Regions from separate parts of the Arabidopsis thaliana genome. Here region 2 is linked to region 1. Evidence: chromatin contacts called from public capture Hi-C data. All regions are on one chromosome and are shown on one strand. Each heading gives the region's core, a stretch centred on a gene start, on an enhancer-like site or on the middle of the called end of the contact. The rest is flanking DNA. Distances are from core to core; before and after follow the strand shown.

The links. Capture Hi-C pulls out chosen DNA fragments and counts their contacts.
Region 2: a contact with region 1 is called in a capture Hi-C map of shoot, with 3 times the contacts expected there. The contact joins the promoter of AT5G45060 here to the promoter of ARAD2 in region 1. A contact is called at or near these places in 4 of 26 Hi-C or Micro-C datasets (root, seedling and vegetative nucleus) and 2 of 3 other capture datasets (root and shoot).

Annotation. Positions count from the first base shown.
Region 1 is chr5:18,139,960-18,145,433 of TAIR10.1, forward strand. It overlaps ARAD2 (Exostosin family protein), which reads right to left and starts at 2,200. Exons shown (of 5, transcript NM_180801.2): 1 at 1,409-2,200; 2 at 945-1,310; 3 at 590-855; 4 at 349-472. The coding sequence starts at 2,185. The coding sequence ends at 667. It overlaps AT5G44920 (Toll-Interleukin-Resistance (TIR) domain family protein), which reads left to right. Exons shown (of 2, transcript NM_180800.2): 2 at 1-231. The coding sequence ends at 35. AT5G06665 (a long non-coding RNA gene) reads right to left here and starts at 472. Exons shown (of 2, transcript NR_142936.1): 1 at 349-472. It also overlaps the pseudogene AT5G44925.
Region 2 is chr5:18,179,555-18,185,028 of TAIR10.1, forward strand. It overlaps AT5G45060 (Disease resistance protein (TIR-NBS-LRR class) family), which reads left to right and starts at 2,484. Exons shown (of 6, transcript NM_001344584.1): 1 at 2,484-2,953; 2 at 3,188-4,373; 3 at 4,474-4,788; 4 at 4,881-5,474. The coding sequence starts at 2,484. TTR1 (Disease resistance protein (TIR-NBS-LRR class)) reads right to left here and starts at 2,419. Exons shown (of 7, transcript NM_180802.2): 1 at 1,902-2,419; 2 at 526-1,642; 3 at 143-442; 4 at 1-55. The coding sequence starts at 2,251.

The DNA.
Region 1 (5,474 bases), core at 950-3,449:
AAAATAACCAGAACAAAGCACCACCTCCTTCATAAGTGGCTTTTGTGCAACTTTATGCTGTTTGTTTGTGTGTTGTTTAAATGGGGTGTTAAAGATCATTTGGTTGCTTTGTACATTTGTGTGTCTCTTTGTTAATAATTGTGTTGTAATTGTCAGTTACTATTTTAAAGAACAAACTTGTGCTTTGTATTACTCTGTTTCTGTTCTCTGTGTAGGCTCTATGACTAGAAATTCTCATTGCCCTAAAAGTCTTTTGCTTCTCCATTGGTTAGCTAATAATGTAAATGGTTGATTTCATCACTTGTGTGGTGGTCTTTGAGTATTAGCAAATTAAAAGATAAAATGTACCTCTCTTTGCTTGAATCTCTCTTGATATTTAACACTCCCAAAGTCAAAACCCACCAGGAAACGCGCATTCTTGATCAAACCCTTGACCCGGAATTAGAGAGTGATGTGGTTTCTCTTGTTGTTCCTATATAAAAAGAAAAGGCTTAGAAAGGCGTACTGAGTCATGTATTTGGGAAAAAACGAAGAACAAAGAATGGTTCTAGTTATAATTTATAAGGACTAAATGATCACATTTCTTTACCTTTCCAGTCTTTGATTCATCATTAATAATGATCACATTTTGTTGCTTAGCATGAGCTTGCTAGGCATTTAACCTTACTAGACACCATGGATGATCCCGGTTTGGTTTGAGCATAAACAAGAACATTGAGGGTCACTTCCATCTCTCTTGATCATGCGCTTCTCCCGATTAATCATCAGTTTGATTAGCGGTATCTTCTTAGTAACTTGTCTCCAGATCTCGTTCACACTTCCATTTAGATGTGTATAGTCAAAATATCGCCTAACCTACACAAACCAAGTCCATAAACTTCACAAATTGGTTTTCATAAAATCCAAAGAAACTTTCAGAAGACAAATGAAGAAACTCTTCTTACCTCTTTCATAACCTTTTGGTACTTCAAAATCTTTCCTGGTTTCACTTTCCTCAGCTTCTTAACCACAAACCCTGGTTTCAAAGCGGCATCTCTCCTCAAGAATATAGAGAACTTCCTGTAATCTATGACATCTTCAAAAGGTAGCTCAATCCCATCGCTTACAATCACCGGGACACATAAACTAGCAATGGCATCAAATAATCTGCAAGCAGAAGAAGTATCACCAGCTAGATGTAGACAAAACTTAGACGTATGCATTCCTTGTTTAACCGCACGCATATTCTCTCTTGACTGTGTTCCGCGTTTGATCACAACATCCTCTTCTTTCTCAAGCAGCTTGAAAAGCAAATCTCGGACTTTGCCTCCCTATCAAACACACACACACAAACAACAAAGCACATATATTGTTAATAAACCCTTTTCCAAATTCAAGATCACGAACAATGGAGACCAATAAATCTTACATCTTTGCGATATCGATTTCCCATGAAGAACAACAAGTTGGTCCTCTGCTTAACTCCAAGCTCGCCTTCATAAGCATCAATCCTATGAGAATAAGGTATGATTACGTCTTTCACAAGCGACCCTTGGTCTGCTCTTAACCGGTCAAAATCCGTCACAAGCAAAACCGCATTCTTAACCCGATCCATGACCCGTTTCAACGCATTTGGATCACCGGCAACAATCACATGATCCCTCCCATTGTTCCTCCTCCACCATTCTTGACTTTCTAACCAACTCACCAAACTCTCCTGCATCTCCTCATCACTGTACCCAAACCCGGGCCGACCCGAATCCACAATCAAGCTTAACGAAGAGAAAGCAGAGACGTAAAACAAATCCGCCTCAGCCGGGTCAAAAACCCTTACAATCGGAGACCCGACTCGTTTAACTTCGGGTCGGGTAAGATCCGAGTAAAGATACCACTCATGCATATGCTGATGACCCGGATATTTCAACCCGGTGACGTCATCAGATTTTTCTCCGCCGTGTTGCTCGATAACTCCGTAAGTAAAATTCGTCGGCAATTCGTACATGTAAACCTTCGTTTTACGAAAATTTCCCGGAAAATGGAAACTTTCTCGAGAATCAACGAGATTGCGTCGAATTGAGCCAGAGTCAGAGTAAAAACTTGGGTAGAAGAAAGTATTAACGAAGACGAACACTAAGAAAACAGAGAGAACGGAAACTGTGACCTTCTTCGAAGATGAATTATTGGGTTTTCTGATTTTGGGGTTCATCTTGTAAAATCTGTGATAAGAGAGTGAATTGTCTTATTATGATGAATGTGTTACAACATATATAGTACTTAGTCTAGGGTATACACAACTACTAATGACAATTATATCCTTAATATATACAACTCCTTATACACCCCCTCAAGATGGAGGTAATTCTTGAACTCCAATCTTGCTATTGAGCTCCGTAAAACGTGGACGTGGTAAGGGTTTGGTTAAGGCGTCAGCTAGCTGATCCTTAGTCGAAACATGAGAAACTCGCAATGCTCCGGATTGAATGTAACCTCTGACAAAGTGATAATCAAGAGCCACATGTTTCATACGAGAATGAAACACCGGGTTCGCGCATAGATATGTGGCGCCAATGTTGTCGCAGTAAATGACCGGGACTGTGGTTTGTGATATGCCCATTTCCAAAAGAAGAGAGCAGAGCCAACGTAGTTCCGAGGCGGTGTTTGCAACAGCTCGATATTCTGCCTCCGTAGATGAGCGAGCGACACTTCGTTGTTTCTTTGAGGACCATGATACCGGACTGCCACCAAAATAAACGATGTAGGCATTGGTTGAGAGATATGCATCCAGATCACATCCCCAATCTGCATCCGAGAAGGCATGTATTGTTAGAGGCGTATCGGAGCGGAGGAAGATCCCATGCGATTTTGTTCCCGCGAGATACCGAAGAATCCGTTTTGCAGCTTGCCAATGTTCATTGGTTGGACGATGCATGAACTGAGAAAGGCGATTTACCGCAAAAGCTATATCTGGGCGTGTAAACGCAAGGTATTGGAGGCTGCCAAGGACGGTGCGATACTCCGTTGCATCATCAAGAGCCGTTCCGGAGAGAAGAGAGAGCTTTGGCGTCGGTGACATCGGTGTGGACACGGGCTTTGTATCAAGCATATTGTGCTTCTTTAGTAAGTCGGTTATATATTTTCGCTGCATTAGGTGTAAGCCGCGTGAAGTTCTAGTGGCCTCGATCCCCAAGAAATAACTGAGAGGCCCTAGATCCTTTAGAGAAAACCGACTGGCAAGTGAGGCATTGAAGGCTTGTACAAGAGCGTTTTCTCCTGCAATGATTATGTCATCGACATATACAAGAACATACATGAAGGTATTATGCCGATTATAGATAAATAGAGAGGCATCGGCTAGAGAATTGACAAAACCAGCTTGTAGGAGAAATCGTCGTAGTTCTTGATACCAAGCCCGAGGAGCTTGTTTGAGGCCGTATAAAGCTTTATTGAGGCGGCAAACATGACTTGGCCGATCACGATCTATAAATCCCGGGGGCTGCGAAACATACACCTCTTCGTTTAGAGTTCCTTGAAGAAATGCATTGTTGATATCGACTTGATGAATACTCCAATTTCGCTTAACCGCCACCTCTAGAACAGTACGAATAGTGGTTGACTTTATCACCGGACTAAACGTCTCCGAATAGTCAATGCCATACTGTTGGTTGAAGCCTCGAGCTACAAGTCGCGCCTTATACCTTGCAATAGAGCCATCAACGTTATATTTAAGCGTGAAAATCCACTTACAAGAAATAACATGTTTAGCTTCCTCCGGTGACACCAAATCCCATGTGTGGTTTTTCATTTGAGCATTGATCTCCTCTGACATTGCATTTCTCCAATTTGGATCTTTGAGAGCTTGTGCTACTGTCGTCGGTATTGTCGGTTTAGAAGACGTGAGAGATGTGGTGAGGTTAAATTTGGTTTTAGGTTTTGTGATTTGATTTTTGGCTCGAGTACGCATAGGGTGGTCGTTTTGTGGAGGTGGTGGAAGCGGTGGATTTTGTGGTAGTGGTGACGGAGTAGGTGAGTGTTGGTGAACGGACGTAGTTGGCGAAGTAGGAGGCGTGGAATTTTGGGATTGATTTGTATTGGTTGGATTTGGGCTTTTGCTTAGTGGGCTTGTGTTTTGGTTTGTAGGTGTAGTATGTGGGCTTTGTGAAGTTGGGCCAGAAACACTTACTTGGCCTGTGGAGGAAATATTGTCGTCGTTAATGGCGTTTGACGATGATGAAGCGGCGGTCAATGGCACATGCTCTGAAGGTGGAGAGGCAGGAGACGACGGTGAGTGCGGCGGAGAGTGAAAGATCGGACACAAGGGCAAGGCAGTAGGAGGAGCTATATGAGGCGGTCGTTGTAGAAGCGGGATAACATTGGTGGTGGTCGGTTGAGACATTGTCTGTGTAGAGTCGGTTTCCGATGTTCGAGGAGAAGCAAACGGAAAACTTGATTCAACAAACTGGACATGCCGAGAAGTGTAGATGCGGTTGGTGGCTATGTCGAGACACAAATATGCGCTTTGTGTAAGCGAATATCCAAGAAACACACACATCGTTGACCGTGCTTCAAGCTTATTAGTGTTGTACGGACGTAGCCATGGGTAGCACAAGCAGCCAAATACTCGGAGCTTAAGATAATTAGGACTCATTTGAAAGAGTTTGACATAAGGAGACGTGCCTTGTAAGACCTCCGTTGGCATCCTATTGATTAGATACACCGCAGTTGCAAAAGCATACGTCCAAAATGTCTTGGGTAATGACGCATGAGTGAGAAGCGCAAGACCGGTTTCTACGATATGACGATGTTTTCGTTCAGCTAACCCATTATGTTCTGGTGTATGAGGCGGGCTTGTGAGATGAGAAATCCCATGAGCAGCAAGAAACGGGCGAAGGCCAATGAACTCACCGCCATTGTCAGAGTATAAGGTTCGTATTCGTGACTGAAACCGGTTTTCCACTAAAGCCTTGAAAGCCACAAACACATCTTTCACTTGCGATTTCTGCTTGAGAGGATACATCCATGTATATCTTGTGAAGTGATCAACAATGACAAGGTAATACTTGTAGTTATCAACTGAAATGCATGGAGACGTCCAAACGTCGGTGTATAGATACTCAAGAGGTTGAGAAGAGACAATGGTGTTTGTGAAAAATGGTAATTTGTGACTTTTATTGATAGAACAGTCCGAACATGGAAGCTGTTTTGGAATAGTGTTTGAAAGTGGTAAATGAAAATGAGAAACAACATCTTTTAAAATGGGTAAAGCAGGATGCCCAAGCCGTTGATGCCAAGAAGAGAGGTCGGTTTTTGGTGATGGAGACGCGGTAAGGATAGTGATGGATTTCTGGTTAACCGGCCACTCATATAGCTCATTCCTAGTTCTGCCTTGGAGTAATCGGGCCCCCGTGTTGAGATCCTTCACCTGAAAATGTGCGGGAAAGAATTCCACCGAAACTTGGTTAGCATTACACAGCCGATAAACCGATATAAGATTCTTG
Region 2 (5,474 bases), core at 1,234-3,733, 40 kb after region 1:
TATCAACTAGTTGTTGGGAATGACAAAGCCTGATTGTCTTCAACATCTCCAGGTCCTACGAAAAAAAATGTCAAAAAAAGAATTACAAAATCTGTCTTTGAGTATAGATAACGGCGAAAAACGCATATTTGAGATTGCTTACCTTGGTTCCACCCCAAAGTTTCTTAAGTTGGCTGTACGGCATGTTGATTTCAACAAGGTGTATAGGATCAAAATTTTGAGGCAGAAACTGCAGAGGATAGTTCTCCCAATGCAGGAGTCTTAGCACATTAGGAAGAGAACTGAGAGAGCCTTTGAGGAAATTGTTTACATGATGGACTTCAGGATTGGAACTGTAAATCTTGAACAATCTAAGGTTCAACATATTATCAAAGGCAACATGCTTAATATCAAAACTTAAGTTTGATGTGTCCAGAAACATGCCTTCGATCTCTTCAGGGACCTGAAAGAATATTGGAAGTGGATTATAGTAGGATGTTGGCTCATAAAATAGGTTCAATATAAAACTATTAAATGATAACAGACCTGAGCACGTTCAAAAGTTGTTTTTTGTTCTTCATTTTCGTTTTGTTCCTTATCTTCTAATAAATATTTGATGCTGCAAGGTTCCCACAGTCTGCTGCGCCTCTTAGTCTGTCTTGTTTCTCTATTTATTATTTGTCGGCCAACATCTTGGATCAAGTTATGCATCCGCACTCGGTTTTCTGAAATAGTCACCAGACTCTTCTCCACAAGAACATCAATTCCAACATGTGGAAAGAAACCACAACCCTCAAGCAGTTGCATCACGTAGTCAACATTTTCTCCCTGGAAGAAACAAGCTATGTCCAAAAAAATGTTTTTTTCCCTGTCATTGAGTGTGTCATACGAGCTCTTGATTGCATCAACAAAAATAGCTGGAGGACATTCCTTGAGTTTGAGGAATGCTATCTCCATTTCTGGTGGTCTTTTCTTCCCCATCAGTTCTCTGCCATAGAGATTGAGAGCTAATGGATGGCCATTAGCATATTTAATAACTTTCATTGACACCTCGTGGAGATTCTGCTCTGCCATATCGTCTATAGACGCACACAAAGAGAAGAGTTGAAGAGCCTCTTTCTCATTTAAACCCTGAACCTCGTATATTTGATTGACTCGACAAAGGCGAAACACCGATTTATCTTTGGAGGTTATGATGATTAGACTTTTGGGACCAAACCAGTCAAACCCTCCAAGAAAAGACTCCACAACCAGAGGACTGCGGACATCATCAAGAACAACAAGAACCCTCTTATTGTTTAATCTATCCCTAAGCAAGCTCAATTTCGTAACGGTACCACTAGCACCAGCATTTTCTTTCAAAAACTGTTCCTCCAGCAAACAATAAACACCCTTCTCTTGAATAGCTTTGGTGTAGTCTTCAATAAAGCAATGAGCATCAAACTCACCAGACATTTGGTCAAAGACTGCTTTAGCAAGTGTAGTCTTGCCTATGCCAGGCATACCCCAAATTCCAACACAACGGATGTCCAACGGTTGCTTGTTAATCATTTTCTCAATCTCCAGCAGCTTCGAATATATTCCAATTCGTTCCATATAAAAGAGCTTCTCATACACATCTCTAACAGTCTCTTTTACAAGCTGGGAGTCACTACATTCTTTCCTGCGTCATATTTGTTCAAGAAAAAGAAATGCACTTCATAGAAACACTACACATAAACTTGAAACTGAAATTGTAATGCACTTTTTAAGATTTAGAGCTTATGATCTCAGTTTTAACTCTGTTAGGTATTAACATGACTACACATGAACTTCAATGGAAGAATTCACTGATCAACACAAACAAGGTAGTGAAAGACACTTGCTCTGCGATTCATATATAACTGTGAATAGCTTCACAGAAGAAGATAGTTTATGAATACCTGGAATGGTGTACTGATGAGAATCCTTTCGAATCCAGCGCGCTAAGCCATTCGGTCTCTGATGATCTGACACCGTACAACACCGGAACCACCACTTGATCTTTGTTCTTCTGGCAATCGAGAACCTTCACGAGCTTGTCAAGAGATACCGTACGGTTTCCTGGTAAAATCATAACAGAAACCCTAGCTCTCTCGACCATTGATTGAGACTCGTTGGAAAGCGAATCATCGCTATCGATGAAGACATCGTTTACACCTTTTCGCTGGAGAGCTTTGGAGAGGTGGCTGACGAAGGAGTATCGTACCTCCTCTATGCAGCTGATGTAGACGATTTGCTCACTCTCGGTCATTATTTTAGAAACTGTGCGTCTGGGTCGCACCCGAAACCAACTCTCTAAAACGATTGTGGTCCCTAAGCACTGAAGTTGGCCAATGGTAGTCGCACTCCATTCTCAAGTCAACCATTCTCAAACAGTTGTTGAGGGAGAAGGAGAACCACTCAATTCCTAGCTAAAAACGTCAACAGTTGGAAAAGTAAACTTATTAGATGATTCAACTTGCAAATTGTCTGCCTTGTCTCCCATGGCGGCCTCCTCTTCCTCCACCGGTCTCCCACCACAACATCAAGTATTCATCAATTTCCGTGGAGAAGATTTACGACTCGGATTCGTAAGCCATCTAGTAGAAGCTTTAGAAAACGATAACATAAAAGTCTTCATCGACAACTACGCAGACAAAGGCGAACCTTTAGAAACACTTTTAACCAAGATACATGACTCCAAAATCGCTCTAGCTATCTTCTCCGGGAAGTACACTGAATCAACATGGTGCTTGAGAGAGCTAGCGATGATAAAAGATTGTGTGGAGAAAGGTAAACTTGTTGCTATTCCTATCTTCTACAAGGTAGATCCATCCACTGTTAGAGGTGTTAGAGGGCAGTTCGGTGATGCTTTTAGAGATCTTGAGGAACGTGATGTGATTAAGAAGAAAGAGTGGAAACAAGCTTTGAAGTGGATTCCTGGCTTAATTGGTATCACTGTTCACGATAAAAGGTAGCTGCTTTTGCTCTATTGGTTTGAGTATTAACCCAAAAGCTTGAACCTTTAGTGATTACAATTGTTAGATAAGTTTAGGAACCTTTCATGGTCATGATCTTATTTTCCTCATTTGAGTGAATTAACCAAAAGCTTGACCCTTTAGTATTAGAGTTGCTAGATAAGTTTAGGAACCTTTCATGGGAATCTAGGAAAGTCATGTTGATCTTATTTTTCTCATTTGTATTGTAGTCCTGAGAGTGAAATACTCAACGAAATCGTTAAGGAGGTTAAGAAAGTGTTGAAGAAAGTTTCATTGGAGGGAAGCCAAAAGGTGGTCTCTGTGGATCCATCACAAAGTATTGACACTCTAAGTTCGGTAGGAGGTGAAAAGGATAAGACTTTTGGAATCAAACAACGGTTGAAGGAGTTGGAAGAGAAGTTGGATCTTGTTAAATACAAGGGAACTCGTGTCATTGGAGTTGTTGGGATGCCTGGAATTGGCAAAACCACACTGGTGAAAGAGCTCTATAAGACCTGGCAGGGCAAGTTTTCGAGGTATGCGTTGATCGATCAAATCCGTGGGAAGTCAAATAACTTCAGGTTAGAGTGCTTGCCTACTTTGCTTTTAGAGAAGCTACTACCGGAGTTGAATAATCCTCAACTAGATAGTATTGAAGAACCATACAAAACTCATAAGGGTCTACTGCGTGAACGCAAAGTTCTCGTCGTCCTTGATGATGTTAGTAGAAGGGAACAAATATATGCTCTTCTTGGGAAATATGATCTTCACAGTAAACATGAGTGGATCAAAGATGGCAGCAGGATCATCATTGCAACGAACGATATCTCCTCATTGAAGGGTCTCGTTCATGACACTTATGTGGTTCGGCAATTAAACCACAGAGACGGCTTACAACTTTTTCGCTATCACGCCTTTCATTATGATCAAGCCACTCCTCCAAAGGTGGATTTCATGAAGCTTTCTGATGAGTTTGTGCATTATGCTAGAGGCCATCCACTAGCTCTCAAAATATTGGGTAGAGAGCTTTATGAGAAAAATATGAAGCATTGGGAAACAAAACTGATAATACTTGCTCAAAGTCCCACCACTTATATTGGAGAAGTCGTGCAAGTAAGTTATGATGAATTGAGTTTGGCGCAGAAAGATGCATTTCTCGACATAGCTTGTTTCAGATCACAGGATGTGGATTATGTAGAAAGTTTACTGGTTTCGTCTGACCCTGGATCTGCTGAAGCAATAAAAGCTCTCAAGAATAAGTTCTTGATTGATACATGTGACGGCCGTGTGGAGATGCATGATCTACTGTATAGATTTTCTAGGGAACTTGATCTTAAAGCATCCACTCAAGGTGGTAGCAAACAACGAAGGTTATGGGTCCGTCAAGACATAATTAATGTACAGCAGAAAACAATGGTGAAAGTAGAAGTTCCTCTATATTTTTATTGATCAAAGCTCACATTGTTTTTCTCTTCGCTAATATTGTTCTGTTATTGTTGTTATATATTATTAACAGGGAGCTGCAAATGTTAGAGGTATTTTCCTAGATTTGTCTGAAGTGAAGGTTGAAACAAGCTTAGACCGTGAACACTTCAAGAATATGCGCAATCTCCGGTATCTCAAGTTATACAATTCACATTGCCCTCACGAATGTCTAACCAATAATAAGATAAACATGCCTGATGGACTTGAGCTACCATTGAAAGAGGTTCGATGCCTTCACTGGCTGAAATTCCCATTAGAGGAACTTCCAAACGATTTTGACCCGATTAATCTCGTCGACCTTAAGCTGCCATACAGTGAGATTGAACGACTTTGGGATGGTGTTAAGGTGTGTCTCTTTATAAAATGTTTTGTTGCCTTTTTGCGTTAAATGAACCTGTGTAGCTTTTCTAACTAGTTGCTAAAAAAAATACTGTTCAGGATACACCAGTCTTAAAATGGGTCGATCTCAATCACTCAAGTAAGTTGTGCAGCTTGTCAGGATTATCAAAGGCTCAAAATCTTCAAAGACTGAACCTTGAAGGGTGCACAAGTCTTGAATCTCTTCGAGATGTGAATTTGACGTCTTTGAAAACTCTCACCCTCAGCAACTGCTCAAACTTCAAGGAATTTCCATTGATTCCAGAAAATTTAAAAGCTTTATACTTGGACGGGACATCGATAAGTCAACTTCCTGACAACGTGGGGAACCTCAAAAGACTTGTCTTATTGAATATGAAGGACTGCAAAGTGCTGGAGACTATCCCTACCTGTGTTAGTGAGCTGAAAACTCTTCAAAAACTTGTACTTTCAGGTTGTTCAAAGCTCAAGGAATTTCCAGAAATCAACAAGAGCTCTTTAAAAATTTTACTTCTAGATGGGACATCCATCAAAACGATGCCGCAGTTACCCTCAGTACAGTATTTATGCTTAAGCAGAAATGATCATCTCATCTACCTTCCAGCTGGCATCAATCAAGTTTCTCAGTTAACACGGCTGGATTTGAAGTATTGTACGAAGCTTACATATGTTCCA